Linked DNA regions of Triticum aestivum: region 1 is linked to region 2. Evidence: chromatin contacts called from public Hi-C data. All regions are on one chromosome and are shown on one strand. The core of a region is the stretch at or near the end of the contact, and the rest is flanking DNA. Distances in the headings are between cores, read along the strand shown.

Region 1 (4,640 bases), core at 799-3,298, 140 kb after region 2:
AGGAGAGCAACAAACGCAAGCGAACTATTGATTTGGATGATGATGAGGAGGAGGCATCAAGTGATGGCGGCAAGAGAAGCCCTACACCAAACTCGGTTGCGTACTCCAAGCCAAAAAGACCAAATGGATGCAAGAAAGACAGAAAAGAAAAGAAGACGAGGAAAGGAGATGATGAGCTAAAAATGCTATGGAAGCTATTGTGAACGCAAGAAGGGAAGCGAACGAGGTGAGGAAGATGGCAAGAAACCAAGATGCGGAGGCTGAGGAGAGGAGGGTGGCGGCCGAGGAGAGGAAGATGGCATTGGAGGAGAAGAAATTGGCCATGGAGGAGCGAACTAGATTGTTGGAATGGGAGAAGCACTTGTTCTCCATGGACACATTTACCCTCGATGAGAAGCAAAAGGAGTACGTCAATCTTGCCCGTGAAGAAGTCTTGGCCCAAAAAAAGAGCCATGGCCATGGGAGGCATGGGAGCTACTATGGGAGGCATGGGGGGCATGGGTTGCATGGGAGGCATGGGTGGCTTTGGAGCTACCATGGGCGGCATGGGAGGCATGGGTGACTTCGGAGCTACCATGGGAGACATGAGTTTTGCGTCTCTCATGGGAGGCATGGGAGCACCTCCGGGTGACATGGGCAGACGCATGTCTTCCGGTGTGCCCCACATACCTTCGCATGATGCCGTTGGAGATCTTGCCAACACCTTCCGAGCTCCCAATGATGATGTGGCGCGACACAATGAAGAGGAGGACGAAGAATCGTCTTCGGATGAGGATGAAGAATCGGAGGAAGAGGAGGACGAAGATGAGGATGAGGCATGATTGTTGTGCCATGTGTTTGTGTAAACTTTTATGTCATGAACTTGGTTGGATGGTTTTGAACTTGGTTGGATGATGATGTGATGTGGCATGATTTTGAACTTGTTTGAGTGATTTTAAACTATGCTATGTCTTATTTTGATGTTTGAAATATCACCATATGGTCTCCAAAATGAACATATTGCAAGCGCCGGCTGCTCGCGCGCGCTGTAGTTTAGCGCGTCTGCTGGAGCGGCGCGCGCGCGCAATTGTTTGCAGCGACCGCTGGAGCCAGCGCTCCGCGGTGCGCAAAAACTGGCGATTCCGACACTGTAAACGGTTTTTAGCGCCGTGCGTTGCACGGCTGTTGAAGATGCTCTAAAGCATACAAGATTGATAATATAATAGCAAGAAACAATCAAATATTATAGATACGTTGGAGACGTCTCAGTGGTTGTGTAGGAGCAGGCGACACGTGCACGCCGTGGCGGCCACTTCGGCCATCTTCTCCCCCAACAGAAGGCGTCGACCGAAAGATATGGGGGTGCGTAGGCGCAGGAGGTCGACCAGGGGGCGAGCGGGCGTTCACCACCATAGGAGCATCTGGCTGCCGCCAGCCACAGCTAGCAGCAGGCTCACCATGGCCACCATGCGCCTCTGCGAGCCCCTTGCATCGGCCACCCCGAGCCCGCCGAGCACGAGCCCCTCTGGCCGATTGGCCGCGCGCCGCAACGAGGACTAGCAACCGTCGCGCCCCCGCACATCGCTTCTTGAGCCTCACCGGCCTCGGCGCCGCCGTCGATTTTGCTGTCAACGTAGGAATGGACCAGGCTGCGTTGTCGGGGTGGAGTGGGCCGCCTCGTAGGGGTGGTGCGAGAGCGCGTCGCCGGGAGTGGTCGCGGTTGTGTTGCACGGCGGCGGGTCTAGAGACTATGCAGAGTGGAATGGGAGAGAGTGAAGGGGCAGTGTGGAAGGAGATGATAAGGTGCGGCTTTGGCGAGGAGGAAGACGTTTGGCACGACACGGTGTTTTCCCGAACTAAGAGAACGTTGACATGGCTGATTTCCTTTGCTTTAAGATTCGTGTCTGCAATCAACTGTCCAGACGTCATTCGGTCCGACAGTTTAAAAAACAGGACATTTGGGCGTTATCGTTTCCATTTTTTAAGGGTTCTATAAGTGATACATTTTTTTAGGCAAATTTTTGTGAAATTTCTATAAGCGATGCATTGCAACCCCCTGTGCCCGTGAGCCAACGGAGGCCCGGCCCATGCTCTCCCGACCACAAGGCGAGATTCCATTTCCCACCAACCCCTCTATATATCCCTTTTCTCTTACCCTCCACGCCCATTTCCTCACGCCTTTCCCCACCTTCCGTCCTTCCCCCGTCGTCGCGGCTCCAGCTAGGGTTTCTCGCCCCCGCCCTCCCGCCTCACCGCCGGCCCCGTCCGCCATGTCGAAGCAAGGTATGTCTGCTCGCTCCCCACCGATCAACGCGAGATCGATCCCGCCGTCGTTTGTCGCCGACCGATTTGGTCCCCCGGGGTTCTGACGTCTCTTCCGGTTTCGGGGCTGTTTTGCAGGAGGGAAGGCCAAGCCGCTCAAGCAGGCCAAGGTCGCCGAGAAGGACTACGACGAGGTATGTTGTCGTTCTCCCTTTGCTGGCGCTCCCGATTCGTCGATCTGCCCCTGTAATTCTAGGTTTGGAGATGTTTAGGTTGATCTGGTGTAGATCGGTCCGTGCTTGGTTGGTAATTGCGGATGATTCGATGGGGGGATATGAATCTGGCCGGTTGCTATGCTTATGCGCCTGTTGCGCTGCACTGGAATCTTGTCAAAATTAAGGGCTCGTGAATGTTTGGTCTTGGGTGAATGCAAGCGATTCGCTTTACTTAACGGGAAGGGGAATTTGTCGAATTGCTACGAATTATGCTATTATGCTGGATGAGAGTGTCACCTTAATGCTAAATTTGTGATGATCTAAATTTTCGGGCGGTAGTGTGTGCAAGCGAGTGAGCAGTGTTATGCGTCGGTGTCTGTTGCTTGGTTAGACTTGGGACTTTGCATTTGCTAACATTTCTATATAAGCAAAGTTGCCTTCTGTTCTTGTTTGTATCATCTAACACATTAATCGGTCATGGATTATCTAAGGTGAATATTTGAAGTAGAACTTGCTGCAAAACCTGGAGTGCATTGGCATGTTCCTTTCTTTATGCCATTCCTGTAATCTGTTTGCTAGGCGCTGACAAGTGCGCACTGTGCAGTTAGTCCACCTTAAAACTCAACTGTATTGTATTTGTTCATCTTGTTCTGAAGGGAGTGGTGTATTTATTTTAGTTGCTTAAGCCTGTATTTTTTGTTTGTTTAAATATTTGTAACTCTCAATCTCGGTCATCCTAATTGGCCTCCAGCCACACTAACATCCTCTTATAATACATAAGCTTGACAGTGGCAATTATGCCCATGTGTTGTGATGTTGTGAGAAAGAGGAAGGTGATCTGATTTATTTATTTTTACCATCCTTGTAATAGGACCCTGCTTTGCTTGAAAAACCAGTCCATGACAGATCGAAGCCTGACATGAGCTACTTCAGTGACCAGTTACACTTACCTGTACTGATCTGTTTTGGTTTCCTCTGTGTTGCAGAATGACCTGGCATACCTCCAGAAGAAGAAAGATGAGCAAAAGGTGAGACCACTAGCAGCTATCCAGTATTTCCTTCTACACTGCTTGTCCTATGATGACCCTTGTTACTGACCTGAACCATATTATCTTCTTGTCGACCAGGCCCTGAAGGAGCTGAAGGCCAAGGCAGGCCAGAAGGGTGCGCTGGGAGGATCCGGTCTCAAGAAGAGTGGGAAGAAATGAGTCTGCCCACCCATTCGTAATACCCAGAAAATGATAATCTATCTATCTACCTATCTGTGTCGCGCTTCACTCTCTGTGGTTGTAACAGACTACCTTCAGTTGTGTTGAGCATTGTGCATCGTCGCAGTACGTCGCTGAAACCTATGGCATGTCAGCAGCCTCTTCTGCTTATCTGTGATACAGATGGTTCGTAGCTAATAATGACATGACTTGTTTTGTGATGAAAGTCCCTAGTGTGTGCAGCAAGTCTTCCAATTTCGTTCTGTTGATTGCCTGCTCTGGTTCTGCTTAATTTTCATTAGCTGCTTCCACTTTGTTAGTTGGTTGCCGGTATTTGTTTTTTTTTTTCTGATTGTGCATCATTTCCATGTGTTTCTGAACGAGCACCTGCTGTGTCCACTTTGTTAGTTGATTGCTTATACATTCCTTGACTTCTATATTATTAAGGTGTCTCTCAAACAGGGCTGTATCTGTTTTATGAGTTGTGCTCTAATTTGGGAGCGCATATATGATTATGGCTTCTCTTAAGTTTATTCATCAAAGTCTCTTTACTTTATATGTTCGCTGTGTAGAATCGATAACTTTGACTAGTTGCAGCTTCCTTGGGATCTGTCTCCGGTTGATCACCATAGCATGTAATATAACCCTTGCTGGAGTACTTCCTTGTGCATTAGGGGCTTTTCATGGTGTTTCAGCTTTTCCTGAAACCTATGGTGTTTCAGTCTCTTCTGCTTATCTATGAATCTATGATACAGATGGTTCCCTAGCTAATAATATGACGATCAAATCCCCTAAGCATTCATGCATCCCATATCACCATGGCCGTTGTTTGAGTAGATCTATTTTCATTTTCTGAACCAAATCACAGCTCCCACCTTGTTGGTTGATCCCTGATAAACTTCTTGGCTAGTGGTGCCTTTCGCTTTGGACCCTTGGTATAGTTTCTGAACGAGCATGGTGCTTGTTGATTGTGTCC
Region 2 (4,784 bases), core at 90-2,589:
CCACGACCAGAGGCGTGGATGTTGCTGCTATGATCCTCGTAGGATCCGAGGTTGATAAAGTTGAAAGCAGCACTCCGCTCCTTGATGGAGTCAAGGCTCTTGTTGAGCGCTTTGATGCGGGTGCCGATTTCATGAGCATGGAAGGGATTCCGCATGCAGAAAAGCAGGGGATTGAAAAACCCTGGAATTGCGGTGGATGGTCCACGCTCCATGGCCTTGAGCTGGCAGAGGTCGAGGATGTCAGCAGCTTCATACATGGCACGCTTGAGCTGGCCCACCCAGGCTTGCACAGTCTCGTCCGTGATGTTCCTCCTATCAGCGTCGGCGAGGAAGTTCTTGAGGTCCTGGAGCTTGCCGCCCATCTTGTTGATCTCGCCCGACACGCCCAGCCTCGTTCCGAGCTCATCTTCTACCACCTGCTTGAGGTAGTCCCCCAGGTAGGATGCAAACGCATCCAGCACCATCACCATTGTTTAACTTGCTGGATTTTTGCTGTGATAAGAATTGAACACAATTAAGGTGAAATTTAATTTAAGTAGGAGCCGGAGACAATGAAATAAAACATGAACATTGCCTCTGAAGAGAAAGTAAACATGAAGCTTAACTAGCTAGGTGAGACAAATTAAACTTGAACTGGGCCACAAACCTTTGGGATGGATGGGATGCACGGTGGTCGGCGGCGAGAAATGACAGCAGATGGCGACCGCGGCAGAGGCGACGGTGTTTGGAGGGCATATGACTGCTGCTGAAACGCCGGGGGAGATCTGGAGGCTGGAGGGGTTGGGAGATACTTGCCGCCGCTGGCAGCTAGAGCTGGGTAAAGCATCTCATTCCCACCGCAACCGGCGCAGAGAAGCAAAGCATATGCCATTCCCGTCGGTGGAGCGAGCAAAGCACGGCCGCAAAGCACAAGCAGCCTCTTTTGCTTTTCTTTTGAGTAAAACTAAAGATTAACAGAGCAGAAGAGCAGGGAACCATCCAACTGGATCTGAACTGAATCTTTCCCGGATGCCACCTCATCAAGGTGGGCTTTTGCCTCGCGCGCACGCCGACTTCTTGGTTGTGGGCGGCGGCTAGGGGAAGGCAGCAGGCAGGGCTGGCCCGAGGGCAGGAGCAGGAGGCCTCCGCCGACACCGCGACGGGGGGTACGAGGAGGTGGCAAGCAGTACAGCCGTGGCCGGGTCGTCCGTGGTGGCGCGACGGCTTCCGGGGTGGGATTCGGGTGCGGGGATGGAGCGGCTTCGTCGGCGGCCATTGTTGGTCGGGGGGTGGGAAGGAGAGGAGAGGGGAAGGGTTGGAGACGAGACGATGAAGTGAGCTGACAGGTGGGCCACTCCAACCTCGACGTAGTCCAGTGTAACCCGGCATTCACAGGACCGGACCTTACAAAGCCCCACCTCAAAACGAGCCCGGGCCCAACCTGACCTGGCCCACAGCCCAGAGAAACGGCCACTTCTCATTTTTTGAAAATCTATACTACTATTAAACAAGCAAACATATTCATCGCTAAACGCACTCAGCCTAATCTACACACAACAACCCCGACCAATTACAGCCTCACGTTCAAAGTCATTTAATTTCGTCTAACCGTTCAGATTACACTAACCATCAGCCAAGAGTGCGTTTATCAATTTTCCCTGGCGGACGATTACTTTGCCGAATCGATGTCCTCCCACACCCGCACAAGTAGGAAAAAAGGTGGAATCATAAAAGGAAACAAACACGTCCTGGCTTCCTGATGAGGGACGCGAGGGCCGCGGAAAACGCGAAGACAACCAACCCTCATCCGGCGCATCTGAGAGCAGGTCGCCGCCCCGGCCGATCCACTTCTACCGTACGCGAGAGCAGGCTGCCGTCCTCGCCGCTCCTCCGACGGAGGCAATTGCAGGACGCCGCCCCTGCCGCTGCTCCTCTGCTTCCCCATGTAGGCCGCTGATCCTCTTCCCACGGACGCGAGCGCAGGCCAACGCCCCCGCCGGTCCCTTTCTAACGAACTTAAGAGCAGGCCGCTACCCCCGCCGCTCCTCCTCCAACGGATGCGAGAGCAGGCCGCCGCCCCGCTGCTCCTCCTTTGCTACCCCAGGTATGTGGCCGCCGAACAGACAACACGGCCGCCACCCGCCGCTCCTCATCGTCTTCACCCACGAAGATGCTACTAATTAAGGTGGCTTAGCGCTCTGCGGGTCGATTGATTTGTAGGAATGGAATTCATAGGATTTTTAATGGTTTGTTGGCGCTCTATTTTGGAGAAAATTTCTGTCAATTTCTGATTCAAATTCTTGTGGTTCTGGCAGTGTCAACGGAATAGAGGAACGCAGCGGAAGGAGCATCAGGCACGCGGTTGCGGCGCCGGCGAAGGTCGGAAAAGAGATGGGTGGGTTCTCGCCAAGTTTCTGCGGCTCATGGTGTTCATCCAACTCCCTAGAACAACTAGAAGATGAGTTACCACGACTTCTACATCAAAGGTTGGATCTTTAGTAGTTTGTTGGTGGGTGTGCCTACTTATTAATTTGATTTGATAAGTCAACCTGAGGAACTGCAGATTGGGTGTGAATGAAGTTGTTAATATCATTTCGTTCGTGTGTACTTGTGTACTAATGATAGCTGCTGCGTTTGTCTGTGAGAGCTGCTGCGTTGTATAAGGCCGACGTGCACCAATGTAAACTTTAGGTGAAGCTTACAACACGGCGAGGGATAGCCTTGATTTCTGCATGAGTAATGCACCTGTAATGTTTCATGTTGTGTTCCTGGACTGCCAACATTACAGAATGATAAGCATTATGAATCAGATTTTTCTCCGCATGACAATTGGTATGGTTGTTGCTTGACAAATGATTTAAAGGCATAAACTGATTAGAGAACATGTCATGTGTTCTAATTTCTGAATCATATAGTTCACATCAATATTTTGAAGCTGAACTAGATTGATTTTTATGTTTTCCACTAACTGCACCTGCACCTGCACATGCTAAATTTGTAGAATGTTACCTTCCAATAAGAGGAATCAGATAAAAAGAAGTATATGTAACAAAATTAATTTTCGTAACATGTACGACTTCCAAATTTATATATTCGAGCTCATTGTCAGTTCAAATACCTCTGTTTCGATGTTATTGGTGATTCCAGTTGAATTGAATGTTGAGAATTGCTTTGCAGCCTGATGTACAACACTAACATTTTTCGTAAAGAAGAATAAATTTAATCGGAGATGCTTCTATTTATTCTCTAATGATGTAACCATATAACTTGTATGCTTTCTCTTGTCAACAAGCAAGGTACTTCTTTCAGCAACTACTTTCGGAGGTCTGCTACTGCCATTTCATGGTACACTTTGCTTTGGAAAATTATCAAAGGAAACCAATGCAGATTTCCCCCCTCATTAACTGATGCTAGAAATGCAGGAAATCTGTCACCATGATCTTAAACATGATGAGAGTCGAACATCCCAGTGAAAATTTGCAACTTTGGTTACTCAAAGGTGCTAATACTTGTGTTATGTATCATGGATTGCTAGAATTGATCTTTCCCTTTTATGCTCTTCAATTGATATACCGTATTCAGCTATCTAACTCTTGCTTTCCATACACTTCTTTAGCAGAACATCATCATATATTTGACTGCTTAAAGAGACGACTTTGAATGGAAAATGAGTAAAGACACTGACTATTATCGCAGCCAATAGATTTATTTGTTGTGCTCTTCCGAACTGGAATACCCTCAATGCTAATAATTTATTAATTTTATTTAGATGACACCTAAACCCCTAAGTCATGTTTCTTGCAGTGTATTTTTTTACACTTCATTAAAATTAATTATATAGGTCTACAATAGTTGCTTCTTTAAATTAAAGTAGTCTGCTTATGAGAGATATAAAACAATCCAGTTCTCTGACCATGAATATTGTGGGAAATTTCAAAATATTTGATGGAAAATTCTACACACTTGAAAAGGAAAGTTGGGTACTTTCGAAAAGGAAGATTCTCTGGCATGCATTTTCTAAGTTGTAATGCTCTGCTTTCACTTGCACAATAACACTGCTCCTAGATGTACCTTGCCTTGACATGCACAATAACATTGCCTTGATGTACTATTCGGAAAGAATATGCAAAATAACATTTGCTCGGAGAATAATTTTAATTGCCTTCTTAACATCAATATTTTAGGGGCACGGTATGCCTCACTCCAGGAACAATGTACCATTGCGACTGCTTCTAATTGAGTTTTATATTTAATCATTTGCCCTCAGAGCGCATTAAACACCCATGTATCTTTCTTGAACTGATGGGTATCACCGGATTTGGACAAATACATTTATGATCTGGTAGTTTGACTATCGTTCTTTGGTAATTTACTTATTGTTACATGTATATACCAGTTGTAAAATGCACCTAATTGTAGCGTTGGCACTCTCCGCGCGTGTTTCGTCACGCTTGGACCAATATTGTGAGCATCCCAGCATGCTGTGGCTCTGCATGTCAAGGGCGGTGCGTTGTTGGACAGGGTACAGGTTCTCTCGAGTGACGAAAGGACGAAGGAGAGTGTAAAAGTGTTGGTACAGGTGATGGCGCATCACTGATGTGGTTGAGTACAGTTTTTAGCCAGTTAAGAGGAGGAACAAGAACAGTTGGGTGCAGCTGAAGTATTAATGAAGAGGACCTATTCATTCATTATTTTCTTTATTTTGTGATTGTTCAACAAATTTTCTAGATTATCTTTTTATGGTACATGTTTTCCATTTTTTTCCCTTTAACACAAGTTGCATTGCATTGTGAAATGAGTACACC

What was found. A called contact is a pair of places that touch in the nucleus more often than the background predicts.
Region 1: a Hi-C map of leaf shows a contact between it and region 2, with 4 times the contacts expected there. The contact joins the promoter of LOC123165011 here to the promoter of LOC123167370 in region 2. A contact is called at or near these places in 3 of 5 Hi-C or Micro-C datasets (all in leaf).

Annotation. Positions count from the first base shown.
Region 1 is chr7D:556,780,660-556,785,299 of IWGSC CS RefSeq v2.1, forward strand. LOC123165011 reads left to right here and starts at 2,049. Exons shown (of 4, transcript XM_044582639.1): 1 at 2,049-2,262; 2 at 2,380-2,435; 3 at 3,443-3,484; 4 at 3,584-3,890. The coding sequence starts at 2,067. The coding sequence ends at 3,664.
Region 2 is chr7D:556,645,078-556,649,861 of IWGSC CS RefSeq v2.1, forward strand. It overlaps LOC123167370, which reads right to left and starts at 1,340. Exons shown (of 9, transcript XM_044585214.1): 1 at 647-1,340; 2 at 1-492. The coding sequence starts at 470.